Regions from separate parts of the Muntiacus reevesi genome. Here region 1 is linked to region 2. Evidence: chromatin contacts called from public Hi-C data. All regions are on one chromosome and are shown on one strand. The core of a region is the stretch at or near the end of the contact, and the rest is flanking DNA. Distances in the headings are between cores, read along the strand shown. Region 1 holds the start of LSM5 (LSM5 homolog, U6 small nuclear RNA and mRNA degradation associated). Region 2 holds the start of NT5C3A (5'-nucleotidase, cytosolic IIIA).

Region 1 (4,591 bases), core at 1,578-4,077, 240 kb after region 2:
AAGGGAATGGCTACCCACTCCGGTATTCTTGTCTGGAGAATTCCATGGATAGAGAAGCCTTGAAGATAATTAAAGTTGGTGAGGTCTCCAAAGAGTTGGACAGGACTGAGTGACTTTCATTTCCATTTTCTTCTTATTAATAGAACATACTTTCTGTGATTCAGTAGAATTGTTTTAATGCTAATAATACTGTGGAAAAACTTCAAGTTGTTGCTACTATTTCTTTTCTGTATTACAAAATTTTTGGCACTGACTCAGAACTGTGTGTGAAACTATAACATTCCCTGTATACAGAATATATATGTTACTGTTTTCTCCCATCTGCTTTGACATTTTCCACAATTAGCCTAGCTAAAATTGAAGTGAAATTGAACATTTTTTTTAAAAGGATGAAAGGTCAGGGCATCTTAGAACTCTGTGTAGTGAATGCCAACTCTTTACTTTGTTGTGTAGGAGACCCCAGTGATAGCAATATAAAATCTGTATCAGAACTTTCCTGGTGGCCCAGTGACTCAATGCAGAGGGCCCGGGTTTGATCCTGGTCAGGGCCCACTCCAGTATTTTTGCCTGGAAAATCCCATGGACTGAGGATCCTGGTAGGCTACAGTTCATGGGGTGGAAAGAGTCGGACACAACTGAGCGACTTCACTTCACAGGGAACTAGATCCCACATGCCACAGTATGGCACGTCTAAAGATCTCAAGTGCCACAGATAAGGCCCAGCATAGCCATACCCCCCAAATCTGTTATATTTTGCATGCTAGGGTCTCCAACTAAGATGAAATCATTTCTTCATAACCATTATTTGCTTAAATGCTTAAAAAATATGTCATTTAAAATAATACTGTAAACAAAGAAGATATGTCAGAGGGAAAACTGGGAGAGAAAGTAAGCAAGGGAATTTCTAAAATTTTTTCCATCTCTAATTATACAGACTGGTCCATTTAACAATTTAACAACTTTACATTAGTTTTTAATGAGTTCTATTAATATAAAATACACTAATTAGCAACATATTGTCTACAAGGACACATTAAGGGAAAATAGGAATTTCTCCTTTATTTTAAAAAAGTGTTTGAAAGATCAAGATTGGAAATAGCAATTTGAGATAATGAAATACTTCCTGAACATTATTTTGAAAGGAAAAATTTGCTTATATTTTATGATGAAATTTATCTCCAGGGAAAAAAGTAGAAATGTCTTTCTGAACATACAGTAGAAGAGCTTCTTTTAGTTATAATATGTGTTATGATAAATTATAAGTTCTATTTTATATCTGCTCTGTAAGTAAGAACCAGGAGAAAAACCCTGGAGACAGAGCCATGATACGTTTTCAAATTCATTTGGAATTGGCCTTGTTTCTTTTAGTGTCTTGCCTCAGGAAAGAACTCAATAGAATAAAAACACCTCTTCCTGCAATCCCCATTAACTACTGTGTAAACAAATTGTATCACCTTTTTCAGAGTACAAGACCTCCTTTATTCTTCATCAGTAGTGCTGAATATTGCTAATGTTAATTTGATTTCTGTAATGGAAAGCAAAATACTGACTTAAAGCTTATTTTCTTAAACTTTGAACTCTATCAGGTAGCAACAATGCCTTGAACTTGGTTCCTATTCGCATTATGGTGTGGTGAAAAAGAAACAAAAATAGATATAGGAAAAAGAAAAATTTTGGCATTACTTTGTCTTGCCAGAGAATGATGTGACGATTGACTAAAGATCCCTGAAGTTAAAAGAGGACTCTGCTTTACATATTAAATTTCACGTGCGTTGTACATAATGCTTGCTAGTTGTCTTTCTCCCCCATTTGTCCTTTAGCTCCTATAAGGGCAGAAGACATTGTAGTTCTGTTCTTTACAGTATTTTATTTTTTACACTATTTTATATTAAGCAAAATGCCAATGTTCAACTAAAGTATTTGTTCGATGAATGAATGATTGGTGCTTTACAGCCATTGTTGTGTGAATGAATGATGTTCTTCCTGGCCTCTCCTGCTTAAACTCTTCAGCTTTAAGCTCCTCAGATATAAACAAATAGACTAACGCAGAAAATTTGTTCGCTTTTTCTTTTCAAAACAGATGTGTAAAAGCACCAAGGTTTCCTAAATGTGATGTTATTAACATAGAGTGACATCTGGTGGTTGCCTGTTAGACTCTGGAAGAAATAGTGTATACAGAAAGTGTATACTAGACTCCTAGAAATTATAAGATTAAAAAGGACAATTCAGTTCAGTCGCTCAGTCTTGTCCGACTCTTTGCGGCCCCATGGACTGCAGCACACCAGGCTTCCCTGTCCATCACCAACTCCTGATAGTAGAAGATAGAAAACAGTAGAAATGGAAAAAATATAAAAAGTAGAATAGAAAAAAGGAAAATAAAACGATAGTAGAAAATAGAAAACATACTTAAAATTTCCCCCTCGCCCAGAAAAGTTTTTTTTTTAATGTTAGTTGTGGGTTTTCAAATCATCAAACTTTTAAAAGAAGCGGTAGATTTTTTTTTTTTTTTTTAACGAAAATTGCAACACAATGAATCGGTGGCGGGAAAATAAAATTTATTGATACTGGTCGAAGAAAGATCCTGGGTTGATATGAGACACAGCTTGATGGGGGAAATAAGACAGCACAAACGTTTTCGTTTCGCAAAGTCTTCCTGATTAGAGGAATACCTTATTTATAAGACTGGAGATCTCTAAAGTCTCTTGGAAGTTTGGAGAGGAGGGTACCTGTGGAGAACGTGGAACGCTCAGTCAACAGAAACACTGAGAATCTCACTGCAGGATAAGGAAGTGGCTGGATCCCCTCGATCGCACTCTCGGCCTCAGATTGGTCGAGCCTGCCCGGGCAGGAAAAAAGCGGAAGCGCGCTCTTTCAAACTCGCCGTTCCGACGTCGATAGAGGCAGGCCACTTCCGGCGTAGGCATGGCGGCTAACGCTACCACTAACCCGTCACAGCTGCTTCCTCTAGGTAATTTTTGTCTTGGGGAGCCGGGGTGGGTAGCTGAAAGTTAGGGTTGGGGCCGAAGAGCAAGGCAGCCCATGGCCGAGTGTTAGAAAAATGTAGCTTTCTCCGCCGCTCTCCTCTAGGCTCCTAGTCCCTGCGGCTTCAGGCCGCCCACTTCTCTTTGGCGTGTTGGGGTTTTCTTGAGGCAGGGATTTTTGACTCCCCAAACCTTCACCGGAAAGGTTCACTCTTGGTGAATGTGTCGTCGGCCTTCTTTGTTGTGCGCTCGCCTTTATAGTAGTGGGTAGCATGCCCATTCCGCAACCGTGCATTTAAAGTGCCCAGATTAGATCCTGTCTGGCTGGTTTTTGAGAGAGGCACTCGGGTCTGGAATGAGCCTTTAAAGAGGCCTCTGGAAACGAGCTCTTGTTATTCATTTATTTAGCAAACAATTACCGCGCATCTGTGCACTAGACATTGTGATTGGGCATTATTCAACAAATTTAAATCACGACCATTACCTTCAGATAGCATACAAACCAGTGTAGGAGACAGGATACGGGGCAGACGTAGACTTATGACAAGAAGGAATCCCTGGTAAAGACAGTTATGCCTTTTTCTTCTTAATGTTTTATACTTGAAGGGTTATCGAGTTAGTGGATGCGGCAGTGATTGTAAAGCTTTTTTCCTTCCTCGAACAAACTCTTCTGGATGACCAGTACATTTCGGGCACTGTCCGTTGGGGATACATTGATGAGTAAAAACAACCACCTCTCAGTTCTCTTGGAGCTTAGAGTCAAGAGGGGCGTTCATATGTTAATCAGATAATTAAAATAACATTAAACCGCAACCATGATAAATTGCTACAAAAGAGGCATAAGTGGAGAACAGGGAAAACTTTCCTGTTAATAGAATGACTGAAATATGTAATATAAGGTCTAAAGTTTTTAAGTGAATACTTTTCCTGGCTTATCTTTTGACCATATGCACGTAATAAGTGTCAGTAGGCACTCAAATATTTGTTAAAGTTATGGATGCGCAAACTAATCTTTTCTCTCTCCCACCACCCCCCCCCCCCCTTTTTTTTTCCCTTAAAAAATATATCCGTAGAGCTTGTGGACAAGTGTATAGGATCAAGAATTCACATTGTGATGAAGAGTGATAAGGAGATTGTTGGCACACTTCTGGGATTTGATGACTTTGTCAGTATCCTTTTTAAAGGTGGTTGTATGGGTTTTTCTTCAGTATTTTTTAAAAAGAACTATAGACTATCAGTACTTACCAATTATTACAATAAAAATTAACTTATCTTCATGGAAATTGTGATAGTGTTTTAAGGGGTGTGGTACTGAACGGTGAAGTTCCTACCAATTGCAAGCAGCTTGCATTTGAGCCATTATATTCAGTGTTATAATTAAAACTGAACAAAGACATAAGCCAGAGTAAATTTTAATTTGGTATGTTTAGTTTCTTAACACCAAATTTCAGATATGGTATTGGAAGATGTCACTGAATTGTGAGTAGTGTTAAAATTAAAGAATGGGTAGGGGGAATCTCTGTGTTTGATTTAAGGCAATTTTAGTGCTGTTGAGTCAGTAAAAGGATGTAGGAGAGAACACTGCCTGTTTGAATTACTCTAAAGATGGA
Region 2 (5,277 bases), core at 2,710-5,209:
AGTATACTTGCCTGGAAAATTCCATGGATTGAAGAGCCTGGCGGGCTACAGTCTATGGGGTCACAAGAGTCAGATATGATTTAGCGACTGAACCACTAGTATGTATATAATATCATTGTGACCTATTTTTTAAAAGTGTATGTAGAAAGAGGGAGTAACCTGCTATATCAAATGCTACTGACCCGTCATAAAGAATGAAGACTTACTGGCACAAGGTCCATTTGGAGACACAGCCAAGGACAGAAATCAGTAGGCTGACAACAAGTAAGTGATCCTTTGCACACAGTGTACATCAACCAGAAAGAGTTCATAAAGAGTCTCAAGGAGAGAAAAAGAAAGGGAAGATTTGCTCAACGTCTGAAGAGGTCTTATTGTCCTAAGTAGACAGAAGAGAAAACCTCATGGGCCCTGCAGAACATATTAGATACCCAAGCAATGGTGAAAGAGAATTTTTCTTCTTTCATCACTGCTATTGAATGATAAATACAAAATCAAAATGCTTAGATAGGAGATATGGCATCTGTTTGAATTTAAACAACTTCAAACAACAAGTAATTGAATCAGGTAAAAATAGGTGTAATGTGACGAAGGCCTTGAATACCTTTGTTAGAGAAAAAAAATCTGTCAAATTGCTAAAATGAAGAGAAAAATATCACCAGTAAGCAAAACTTAACTTTCCAAAATTATCTATAAATGTTCTATACCAAACAATAATTTCCATGGACTTCAAACATAAAATTGAAGATCTACTTCTGTTGACAAAATAACATTGGCAAACTTTAATTCCTTCTTGTTTCTCCTGTTCTATCAATTCTATTTATTCACACCTCCCTCCAATTGTTAACTCCTTAAAGAACTTCCCAGATGGCTCATTGGGTAAAGAATCTGCCTGCAGTGCAGGAAACACAGGAAATGTGGGTTTGATCCCTGGGTTGGGAAGATCCCCTAAAGAAGGAAATGGCCACTCACTCCAGTATTTCTTGCCTGAAAAATCCCATGGACAGAGGAGCCTGATGAGCTATAGTCCATGGTCACAAAGAGTCAGGCACGTCTGAGTGACTAAGCACAATAAAGTCTCTTAAAGTCCATCAATCACCATTTAGTTCCTTTCTATTCAAAGTGTAGTGTACAGGCCAGGAGCATCAGCAACACCCAAGAGTTTGTTAGAACTATGAACTCTTGGGACTTTCCTGATGGTCCAGTGGTTAAGGGGCTTGGGGAACTAGATCCCATATACCGCAACAAATATCGAAGATCCTGAGTGCCGCAACTAAGACATGGTGCAACCAAATAAATAAATAAATATCTTTCAAAAATAAGTGTGGAATCTTGGCCTCCCCCCAAACAACATCCCCAGGTGGTTCACATTCACCCTAATGTTTGAGAAGCACTGGTTGAACTAACACTTGATTTCCTCAGTAGATGATTCTTTATAGCAGGACTTCCCTCTTCTTTTTCCTAGGACCTCTGCCAAGTTATCTTCCAGGGCTTGAAAAAGACCATTACTCTTTAATCAAAGAGCTTTAATATAAGCTAAAAGTTGTCCAAAATCATTTGGTTTTTTGCTTTTGCAGGATAAGAAAGCAAAGCCCAGAGATGTTACATGACTCCTCTAAGTCACAGCTAATGACAACCTTTCTTCTGCATACTTTCTTCCTGCTCTTTAGGTTCTTGCATACTGTCACTATCCCACAACTTAATATGCAAAGAAATGAGAGAGTAAGTCTCAGTGGTGTGTTTTTAGTTTTGCTTTGGATTGTTTTAATTTTTAACAGCGTTAGTGGGCAAAGATCTTAAACCTACATCCACCAAATAGTTCTTCCTCACAAGAATACTACTTAACTAGTTCCAAGCCAAGACTATGCCAATAATCCTATCAGAGCAGAGTGTAAGGTTGTGCATAGCAAAAAGTCATAAATTTACATCAAATTCCTTCATATGTTCTTACCACCCCAACATCATATATCATTAAGGACAATAATTTACAGAAAAACAAAGATTTACATACTTAAACAGTTAAAAACAACAACAGAGGAATCAAACATATGGACTGATTGTAGCCAACATGTGTTTCCCAGTTCTACAAAAGGCATTCACGCACCCAGTGGTTAATTCCAGACTTGTTTTCTCACCAGATGCCTGCTCGGATAAGCTCTATTCCACCTTTCTAAGAACTCTCTTTCTACAAATTTCCCTTCAAGCAGAACAACTGCCAGGGTCCCAGGGCTGGAACAACTAGAGCAAGAGTGGAGGGTGCAGAGAAAAGCAACCCTTACTGCTCCCTCTTGTTCTCCTGTTCCAACTTTTTTCATGTCCTGGGCAAAGAGAGAGCCTCACCGAGTAGCACCGCCAGCTCCACAGAGTTGATGTGATCCCCCCAAGTAGCTCCCCTGCATCCCCTTCCTGTTATCCCTAGAGACGAGCAGGGGAAACTGCATCGATCCCTTGAAACTTGAAAGAGTCCAGGCAGGTGAGAACAAGTCATGCTACTCAGAAAGGAAAATGATGGAAGAGGCGATGATTGGAATTAGCAGAAAAAGAAAAAACACCTACTTTCTCTAGCCTAACTTCAAGCTGTCGCTGCGCTGTTGCCATAGCAACTTTTTAAATGTGTGTGGTATAAAACATATAAAATTTACCAACGTAGTTTTTAAAGGTATAGTACAGTAGTGTTAACTGTAGGCACACAGTTCTGCAACAGATCTCTGGAATTTTTCATCTTGCAAAACTGAAACAACTCACTACTCAGTTGAACGACTCCATCATTTCCTCTTCCTCAGACCCCACAACCACTATTATACTTTCTGTTTCTTAGAGTCTGACTACTCATAGAAGTAGAATAATGCAACTTGTCTTTGTTATGACTGGCTTATTTCACATATATGAGGTCTTCAAGATTGATTCGTGTTGTCAAATACTGCAGAATTCGCCTCTGTTTAAAGGTTGAATAATATTACTTTTGATGTATTTCCACATTTTCTTATCAGTTCATCTTTTGATGAACATTTCAGTTGCTTCCACATCTTGGCTATTGTGAATAGTGCTGCAGTGAACATGGGAGGGCTAAAATTTCTATGAGTGTCTCCTTTCGATTCTTTTGGATATATACCCTGACATAGGATTGCTGGATCATATGGTAATTCTGTTTTTAATTTCTTGAGGAATTTCCACACATTTTCCCACAGTGGCTGCACAAATTTACATTTCCACCAGCAGTGCACAAGGGTTCCAACTCTTCACATCCTCACCAACATTTTTAATTTTCTGGTCCTTTTGACAGTGGTTGTCCTAACTTGTGTGAAGTGATATCTCATTGTGGTTTTGACTTTCATTTTCCTGATGATTAATATTGATAAGTTTCATAAGCTTCTTTACCAATTGTCTATTCAAGTCTTTTGCCTATTGTTTAATGGGGTTTGTTGTTGTTAACATTTTTAACATAAACTGGATATTAACCCCTCGTCAGGTAAACGGTTTGCAAGTATTTTCTCATATCCTGTAGATCGCCTTTTACTCCCTTCTTTTGCTGCACCCTGCCGCTGGTCCTAGCACTCTGCAGCTAAGCTACTGCGCAAGTTAGATAGCAACGCCCCAGGTGCCTTCTGGGGGTTGTAGTCCTGAGTGTCAGAGGAGGGTGGAAGGCCGAGGATTATTTTTGAGTGACGGTTGGCATCAAATTTCTAGTGGGCGGGGCTGGAATGAACCACTGCCTGGTCCTTATTAGCAGAGAGAGAGAGATTTAGTTCAGTTCCCCTTTTCTGTCCTTGAGCAGTTCCTCTGACCCAGATTCTGAGAAGGCCCTCTTCCCCTCCTTGGCTTTCGGTGCAGGCAGGTTCCTCCAGCTGCCTCCTGCTTCCCGCCGCTGGGCCCTCGTGGGTGGGGCCTCCCTGAGGGCGGGACTCGTGCAGGGGGCGGGGCTCGTGCAGGAGGGGCGGGTCGCCCGGGCTTGTCCACCGGCCGGCGTTTCTGAGGCCGGTAGCCATCCAGCGACGTCTTCTCGAACTGCGAGGCAAAGGAGGCCAGGTCCATGGATCGAGCGGCGGTGGCGAGGGTGGGCGCGGTAGCGAGCGCCAGCGTGTGCGCCCTGGTGGCGGGGGTAGTGCTGGCCCAGTACATATTCACCTTGAAGAGAAAGACAGGCCGGAAGACCAAGATCATCGAAATGGTGAGTGTGGGGGCCCGTCGTGCCGGGGCGCGTGAGGGGTCGGGGTGGTTCGTCCGGCCTCGCCTTCCCGCGCCGACCGCTGCTGGAATGCTGGGGGCCCACTGGGGACCCGTTCGTCCCGCCTGGGGCGACCCAGCGGGCCCGATGACCTGGTCTGGACCCTTGACGGCGGCGCTCGGCTTCCCGTGGGTTTAGTTATATCTCTGAAACAAAAAGGCAGCAAATAGGTAATTCGGAAAAAAAACTACCTCCCACAGCAACACCAGTGTTTTCAAGAAATGGAAGTTCCTGGGGATGTTTCGCCCTCCTCTTGGCAACCCGGATCAAAGACCGTTGCAACCATCCAGTTCTGATGGTGGTTTTTGCACCGTGGCAAGGATGTGCTTGGTTATGACAAGGTGTAACTTGTCAGTGGTTAATTAAAGAAATGACAGTTAACCCAGCTGGAGTTCAGAATAGTTTATTTTGTATTTGCAATGTTACCCCTCCTGTCTCAGAACTGCTGGGAAGTATCTTTGTGTTCATTTTTTTCCCCCCACCAAACCTCTTACATAACGTTTTAGAAATTTATTTCCAATTTTATTGTAAGACAGTATTTGAATAATTCCATTTGAGGTGCTTTATAGGCAATATTTGCTCCAAAGTTGGGGATGTTTTGTGTTTTAATTAGAGCCCTCTCATCAAGACAGTTTTCTCAGCAAGTTGCATTCTTTGGTACTTTCTGGAGTGAACAGTCCTGTGTATACTCCCAATAAGGTACTACACACATGAACTTCTAGGATCTAGTATTGACAGATCAGTGACAGCTTACCACTATACTAAATAATATAATTTTAGGTTCATATACTGAGAATACTTAGCTTCAACTATATGTTCTAATTGAGCACAGAAACTATTTGTCCCAATCTTTGCTCTTGGCCCTGGGTTGAATACAAAAATATTGTTTCATAAATAAAAGTTAAAAATGTTAATTCCTCACATGTTTCTTATGCCAATAGTTTTGGTTATTGCTAGGATTAAATTAGTCTTGGATTATTATTGCGTAGTCTTTTCTCCATTTCTGTACTCATAAGAGCAGATGTTAATCTCAAAATTTTCATTTTGTTTATGTT

The links. A called contact is a pair of places that touch in the nucleus more often than the background predicts.
Region 1: a contact with region 2 is called in a Hi-C map of muscle, with 4 times the contacts expected there. The contact joins the promoter of LSM5 here to the promoter of NT5C3A in region 2. A contact is called at or near these places in 2 of 3 Hi-C or Micro-C datasets (blood and muscle).

Annotation. Positions count from the first base shown.
Region 1 is chr6:60,719,157-60,723,747 of mMunRee1.1, forward strand. It overlaps LSM5 (LSM5 homolog, U6 small nuclear RNA and mRNA degradation associated), which reads left to right and starts at 2,828. Exons shown (of 4, transcript XM_065939660.1): 1 at 2,828-2,968; 2 at 4,055-4,150. The coding sequence starts at 2,923.
Region 2 is chr6:60,476,870-60,482,146 of mMunRee1.1, forward strand. NT5C3A (5'-nucleotidase, cytosolic IIIA) reads left to right here and starts at 3,960. Exons shown (of 9, transcript XM_065938596.1): 1 at 3,960-4,165. The coding sequence starts at 4,028.